Regions from separate parts of the Mus musculus genome. Here region 1 is linked to region 2. Evidence: chromatin contacts called from public Hi-C data. All regions are on one chromosome and are shown on one strand. The core of a region is the stretch at or near the end of the contact, and the rest is flanking DNA. Distances in the headings are between cores, read along the strand shown. Region 1 holds the start of A530072M11Rik (RIKEN cDNA gene A530072M11). Region 2 holds the start of Chchd7 (coiled-coil-helix-coiled-coil-helix domain containing 7).

Evidence for each region. Hi-C and Micro-C count contacts between places; a contact is called where the count stands out from the background.
Region 1: a Hi-C map of rod photoreceptor shows a contact between it and region 2, with 8 times the contacts expected there. The contact joins the promoter of A530072M11Rik here to the promoter of Chchd7 in region 2. A contact is called at or near these places in 2 of 39 promoter capture datasets (liver and pre-B cells) and 6 of 484 Hi-C or Micro-C datasets (CD4 T cells, CD8 T cells, brain and 3 more).

Annotation. Positions count from the first base shown.
Region 1 is chr4:16,162,802-16,165,665 of GRCm38.p6, forward strand. A530072M11Rik (RIKEN cDNA gene A530072M11) reads left to right here and starts at 1,309. Exons shown (of 7, transcript NR_045765.2): 1 at 1,309-1,390. It overlaps Ripk2 (receptor (TNFRSF)-interacting serine-threonine kinase 2), which reads right to left and starts at 842. Exons shown (of 11, transcript NM_138952.4): 1 at 423-842. The coding sequence starts at 595.
Region 2 is chr4:3,937,520-3,940,258 of GRCm38.p6, forward strand. Chchd7 (coiled-coil-helix-coiled-coil-helix domain containing 7) reads left to right here and starts at 1,369. Exons shown (of 5, transcript NM_181391.4): 1 at 1,369-1,612; 2 at 1,860-2,007. It overlaps Plag1 (pleiomorphic adenoma gene 1), which reads right to left and starts at 886. Exons shown (of 6, transcript NM_019969.3): 1 at 695-886.

The DNA.
Region 1 (2,864 bases), core at 59-2,558, about 12 Mb after region 2:
CCGGTATAGTATTATTATTTTTCTTTTTAGTGCTAAATGCTCAAACTCCGGTGTGTATTTTGCAGTCACTGCGTACTTCATTTCCAAGAGCAGTTTTTAGAGTTCCACAGCTCTTACCGCTAACAGCTAGCTAAAACAAAGCAAAGCCCACAAGCACTGTACCAACACACGTCGGGTTCAATAAACAGGGTTTTAGAGGTGGCCGTGATTGCAGGTTTTTGGAGAGTGGGAACACCTCGGGTGGGAGGAGAGGCAGGGCGAGTTGCAAAGTCTGACGCACGTCCAGGATGGTTTCTCCCTTGGATCAGGTTAGCCCAAGGACTTAAGGACTCGCCGCGGCGGAGCCGGCGCATCGCCATAGTGCGGCCGGTCTGTGGACCACCCAGCCCGCGTCTGTGTGGGGCCCCGCGCCGGCGCCCTACCTGTCGAGCAGCGGCGTGTGGATGTGTAGGTGCTTCACTGCCACCCGCACGCGCCAGTCTGCGTGTCGTGCCGACGAGACCGTGCCAGAGGCGCCCCGGCTGAGGTAGTGCAGGTCGGCGAGCTTGTGGTACGGGATGGGGGGTAGCGCGCTGCAGATGGCGTCCCCGTTCATGGCTCCGGCTGCGCGGCGGCTCCGCCCGACCCTGGCCGCGGCGCTAGGTCCCGGGGCGGCCCATTCCCGCGTGGCCGCTGCAGTTCCGGCCCGGTCAGCTGTGCCAGGGAGCCCGTCGGGTCTGCGGCCGCGCCGGGGTGGACCGTCCTCCTCCCTCCTCCTGGACTCGGCGGGCTCCTCCCTCCGCCGGCCCTCCCTGGGCGGGCTCCTACCTTCACCAACTCCTCAGCCCCTGCCTCCTACCCCTGGCTTCTCCCTCCGCCGGCTCCTCCCTCCGCCGGCTCCTCCCTCCGCCGGCTCCTCCCTCCGCCGGCTCCTCCCTCCGCGGTCTCCTCCCTCTGCCGGCTCCTCCCTCTGCAATCTCCTCTCTCTGTGAGCTCCTCCCTCTGCCAGCTCCTCCCTCCGCCGGCTCCTCCCTCTGCCAGCTCCTCCCTCCGCCGGCTCCGCCCTCCGCCGGCTCCTCCTTCTGCCAGCTCCTCCCTCCGTCGGCTCCGCCCTCCCCCAGCTCCTCCCTCCGCCGGCTCCTCCTCCGCCCGCTCTTCTGTCCTCTGGCTCCTCCTTCCGCCGGCCCCTCCCTCTGTAATCTCCCATCTTTGCGGGCTCCTCCCTCTGCCGGCTCCTCCCTCTGCAAGCTCCCCTCTCTGCGGGCTCCTCCCTCTGCCGGCTCCTCCCTCTGCAGATCATGGGCGTGTCTCAGAGGCCTCCCTCCCCCCACAAGCCGGGTGGACATCGCTGAGGCTTGGAAAAGATTTCCTCCGGGGAAAATCCCTCCGGAGTTCTCCAGTCTGGTGTCAGGTGGGTCGGCTGGATTTTCCTTTGGCCCGAGTGTCTTCCTTAGACTCCAAACCCTGGACGTGATAGGGTGTGGGGTGACTACTGCTGGGGAGCCTGGTGCCCCACTTCCTGAGCTGTAAACCATCTGGTTGCTTCCACTCCAGTCTTTACTCAGTGGCTGCCACTTGTGAGAAGTGAGGTAGAGAGGCTAGCGCTGTCAGTGTGACAAATTGAGGTGTTTAGCTTATATGACTTGCTCCCTTACCAGGAAACGGTTTCTTCTTTTATTCCTCAAAGCCTACTCACAAATAGAAATATAAAACCATTTCTTGTGTTTGGGAAGTCTTCCATCCAAAAAGAAAAACAAAGGCAAAAACAAACAAAACCAAACAACCAAAATCCAGCACTATTTCATCTTTTTACTGTAAACACCTTTCTACTTAGATAACTGTTCAGTACGATGTTTGGCGCAAATATCTCATATTTGTGAGCGATATAGTTCCACGATCCTACACGCACCAGGATACTACAATCTGTAATTGTCCCTTATATTATTAGTGTAATATATATAACACCGACATTTCCTTCCCTATACTCTAGTTCTTAATAGTTTTTTACAAGTCTACATTCTAAGATTATGTTTTCTTGGGCTGGAGTCATGGGTAAGCCGTTAAGAGGGCTTGTTCTTCCAGAGGATCTGAGGTTTGTTATCAGTACTCGAATCTAGTAGCTCACAGCTGCCTGCTCTCCAGCTCCAGGGAATCTGACCAACACTTCTGGCTTCTGCAGGCAACACACATACACATAAACAAAATACAAAAATATAAAAATATGTACTTACAATATAATGTGTATATATCTCAACTAAGAATATATATACGTATACATGCTGTATGTATGTATGTATATATACACACATATAGGGATTTTGTAAGTATATACATTTAATTTTCATAATCAATTAATGATAGAAATCTTAAGACATTAACATTGAAGTAAATGTACTGGAGAAAAACTTAGACAAAATAGACAAATTAGCCTCAAAAATAAACATCACATCTATACTTTGAATTCATTTATTCAAAGTCCTACAAAATTATACCTGAATGTTATTAAGAATAAAGTTTATTTATGCCTTATTACATTAGTCTAGGAAATAGCAGCTTTAAGACATTCATATCTCATTTAGAAATAAGATACACACTTTTGCAAAAGAAGGCACTTTTTCAAAACCAGCACAGTTCCAAGTCAAGTGCAGTGGTATTGGTACCCGCTTATGTTACCATCCAGGGTCATGGACTGAGTTCAGTTTTTCCCAACAATTAAAGAATTAAAAGACAGAAAAAAAAAATCACAGCAACAGCAAGCAATCAAGTTCTGTTAATAGTAAAGTATGTGTGCAACACATGCACACATACACACACACACACACACACACATGCATGAATGCACACAGACACTCACAAGTGGATATACCGATCATAAGTGGGAAGGA
Region 2 (2,739 bases), core at 119-2,618:
GCCACCCGGCTGGGTCCGGCGCCCCGCGGACCCCGCACCCCGACTCGGCTCTCCCACCTGGGCAGGAGGGCAAAAACAAATGCATTTCTCCAGAAAAGAAAAACCTCTTCGGAAAAGGGGGCAAAGTTACCCCAAGTCACTCCCAGTACCCCCCAAATATTGCCGACCGCGGGTCTCCGCCAGGCCCTCTGGGAAGCGACCTTCCCCCGGGATGTTTTGGTGGAAAACGCGGAGAGTTTCCTCTCAAAACCGAATTTATATTAATTTTTCCCTTATTTTTCGGGTCTCTAATGTCTTCCGCTCTCTCTGCTGCCGCTGCCGCTGTCACAATATTCACAGCACCAGAGAGGAGGAGGAGGAGGAGGAGGAAAACTTTTCAAACTTTCCAGACCCTGAATAAAAGGGTTTTTTTTTTCCCACCGACCTCACCTTCGGGTCCCCAGTCGCGTCGCCCCCTGCCCTGTCAGCAGCGACCTCGGGAGTCCTTGCAGCCCCGCCGCACGATTTTATTTGATTTTTTATTATTATTTTTCTCTCTGGGGTCCTGAGCAGGGGCTGGGAGTAGCACAAACTTTTCCTCCTCCTGCCGCCGCCGCGGCTCCTCTGCCCCCTCGGCTAGTCCCATAATTTAAATAACCCTGATATTCCTCCCGCTAAACGCCTCCCCGCCGCCCCGGACCCCCGGAGAACTCACCGCGGAGCTTTAACATCCTCCCTCCGGCCCGTCCGCCGCCTTTACACCGCCCGCGGAATTTCTAATAATTTTTTTCTCATATTTCGGGCTGGACGCGGCGGGCCTGGAAATTGTTTCCTTACGCCTCTTTCCAGCAGCCATTGTAGTGTATGCGCTGCCCCTGCAGCTCAACTTGCAGCTGCCGCCGCCGCCGCCGCCGCCGCCGCAGCCGCCGACGTCGCGCCCACCGCCGCCTCCTACCCCCCCCCACCCCCCCCCCCGCCCGCTCGGCCGCCGCCCCCGCCCCCGCCCCGCGCCCGCCCGCCGGCCCGCCCTGGCCCCCGCCCGCCGAGGTGCCCGCCCTCCTCACGCTCCGCCCAGGGCCTGGCCAGTCCGAGCGGCCGCCGCCGGGTCCAGATGAGCTCATTGGTTGACGTGGCTGCCCATCAGGCCGAAGTGGTAAGAGCGATGCTGAAGGGCGGGGGGCGCGGTGGGGCGGGGAGAAGGCGGGGTCTCACGCCGTCCCACCCGCTCCTCCTGCTTGAGCCCTCCTCCCGCTGCCCGGGGGCGGAGCGAACTGAGCCCGCCCCAACCTCACAGAGTTCCGCGCGCCTGTCAATCTGGCAGCGGCGTGCGTGGATTGGACAAGCTGGAACGGGGGGCGCGGGGGCAGCACGTTGGGGTGCGCGCTACTTAAGGTCCTGCTGCGTGAGCCACTGACGTGTTTGGAACTGCAGCCGGCCCGGGTGCTGGCTGAGTGGTGGCCTGTGGTGAGTGGTCTCCGGCCCCTCCCTCCCTGGACAGCAGGCCCGGGACAGCACTGCGCCGAGGGCAGACCCTAGTTCGTGGCGCCAAACCCTCCGCGGCGCGGCATGCTCCTGCCGCTACTCACGCCACGCGATTCGTCCGGCCGGGGCAGCGGAAGGTGACCCCATGCAGGTCTGGGCACCCCGGATTGTGTCACTCCCCTCCTTGCCCTCCCCAGGTCCCCGCTCTACGCCGCCCCCTTCCTTCCCAGCCCCTTTTGTGGTGTTTACCTGTGCCCGCCCTCCACCGTCCGATTCTGCGGCGCGGCACCTCGGAAGGCGGTGCGGTCCGGGAGTTACATTCTTGGAGATTCGTCTCCGACCTCTCAGATCCCTGTGATGTGTACTTTGACATTTTGTCCCTGGTACTCTGTACCCAGGTTTATGGTGTGCTGTATTTCTGTTTCCGGATTTAACACTCACAGACCAGACTCTGAGAAGCCTGGGGGGCCTGGACTTGTTCAGTAACGTGCCCTTCCCCCACTGCGGATCAAAGCTGCGAAGAGTGGGAAATCAGGAACTTTTTTGGTAAGCAGTTTGCCCTTTAGAGTAGATTTTAGCACTATTTCTCAGATGTGCTGTAGGTTTGCAGTCTTCCCTCAGGCTGGTTTTCTTTCTGAATGTCATCTTGGAAGTAGTACAGTGTTGTAACAGTTGTTCACTCCTGCACCTTCAAAAAGTAAACAGATAAGGCCTCTTTAGCAGGGCACTCCATCTTGTCCTTCAGCCACACTCCTCCATGTAAATTGACATTTCCTCTTCCTTTTCTGTTAACACAGGAATTCATACGAAGGAGGTGACATTAGGAAAACCATGTTTATAGTGCATTTAGTATCCAGAATAAAAAGCAGTAAAACGGGAATAGCCTGAAGCAGCAAATTTGATGCCTGTTTTGTGTGGATACTTTTTAAAAGAATTTCTGGCTGATGATAATGAAACAACAGAATCTCATGATCAGGACGCAGTGTGAATTGTGTTCGTATCAGATTGTCGAGATTATTATATGCATGAACGATCAAGCGGAGCTCTGTGGGAGACATGAAGAGAAGACTGTAGATTTTCTTAGTTCTGGTATTCTCTCAGGAAGAGGCAGTCTTGTAAACTATCTTCCGAAGAGGAAAGGCTTCTAGAGATAGTTGGACTTTGTACTGAGTGCCCTTCCTGTCAAGACGCTTCTACTGGCTGGGTATTTTCAATGAAGTTCATGGCATAAATGATTATTTGGTGATTACTGAAAGTTAAAGGACTCAGAGTAATCAG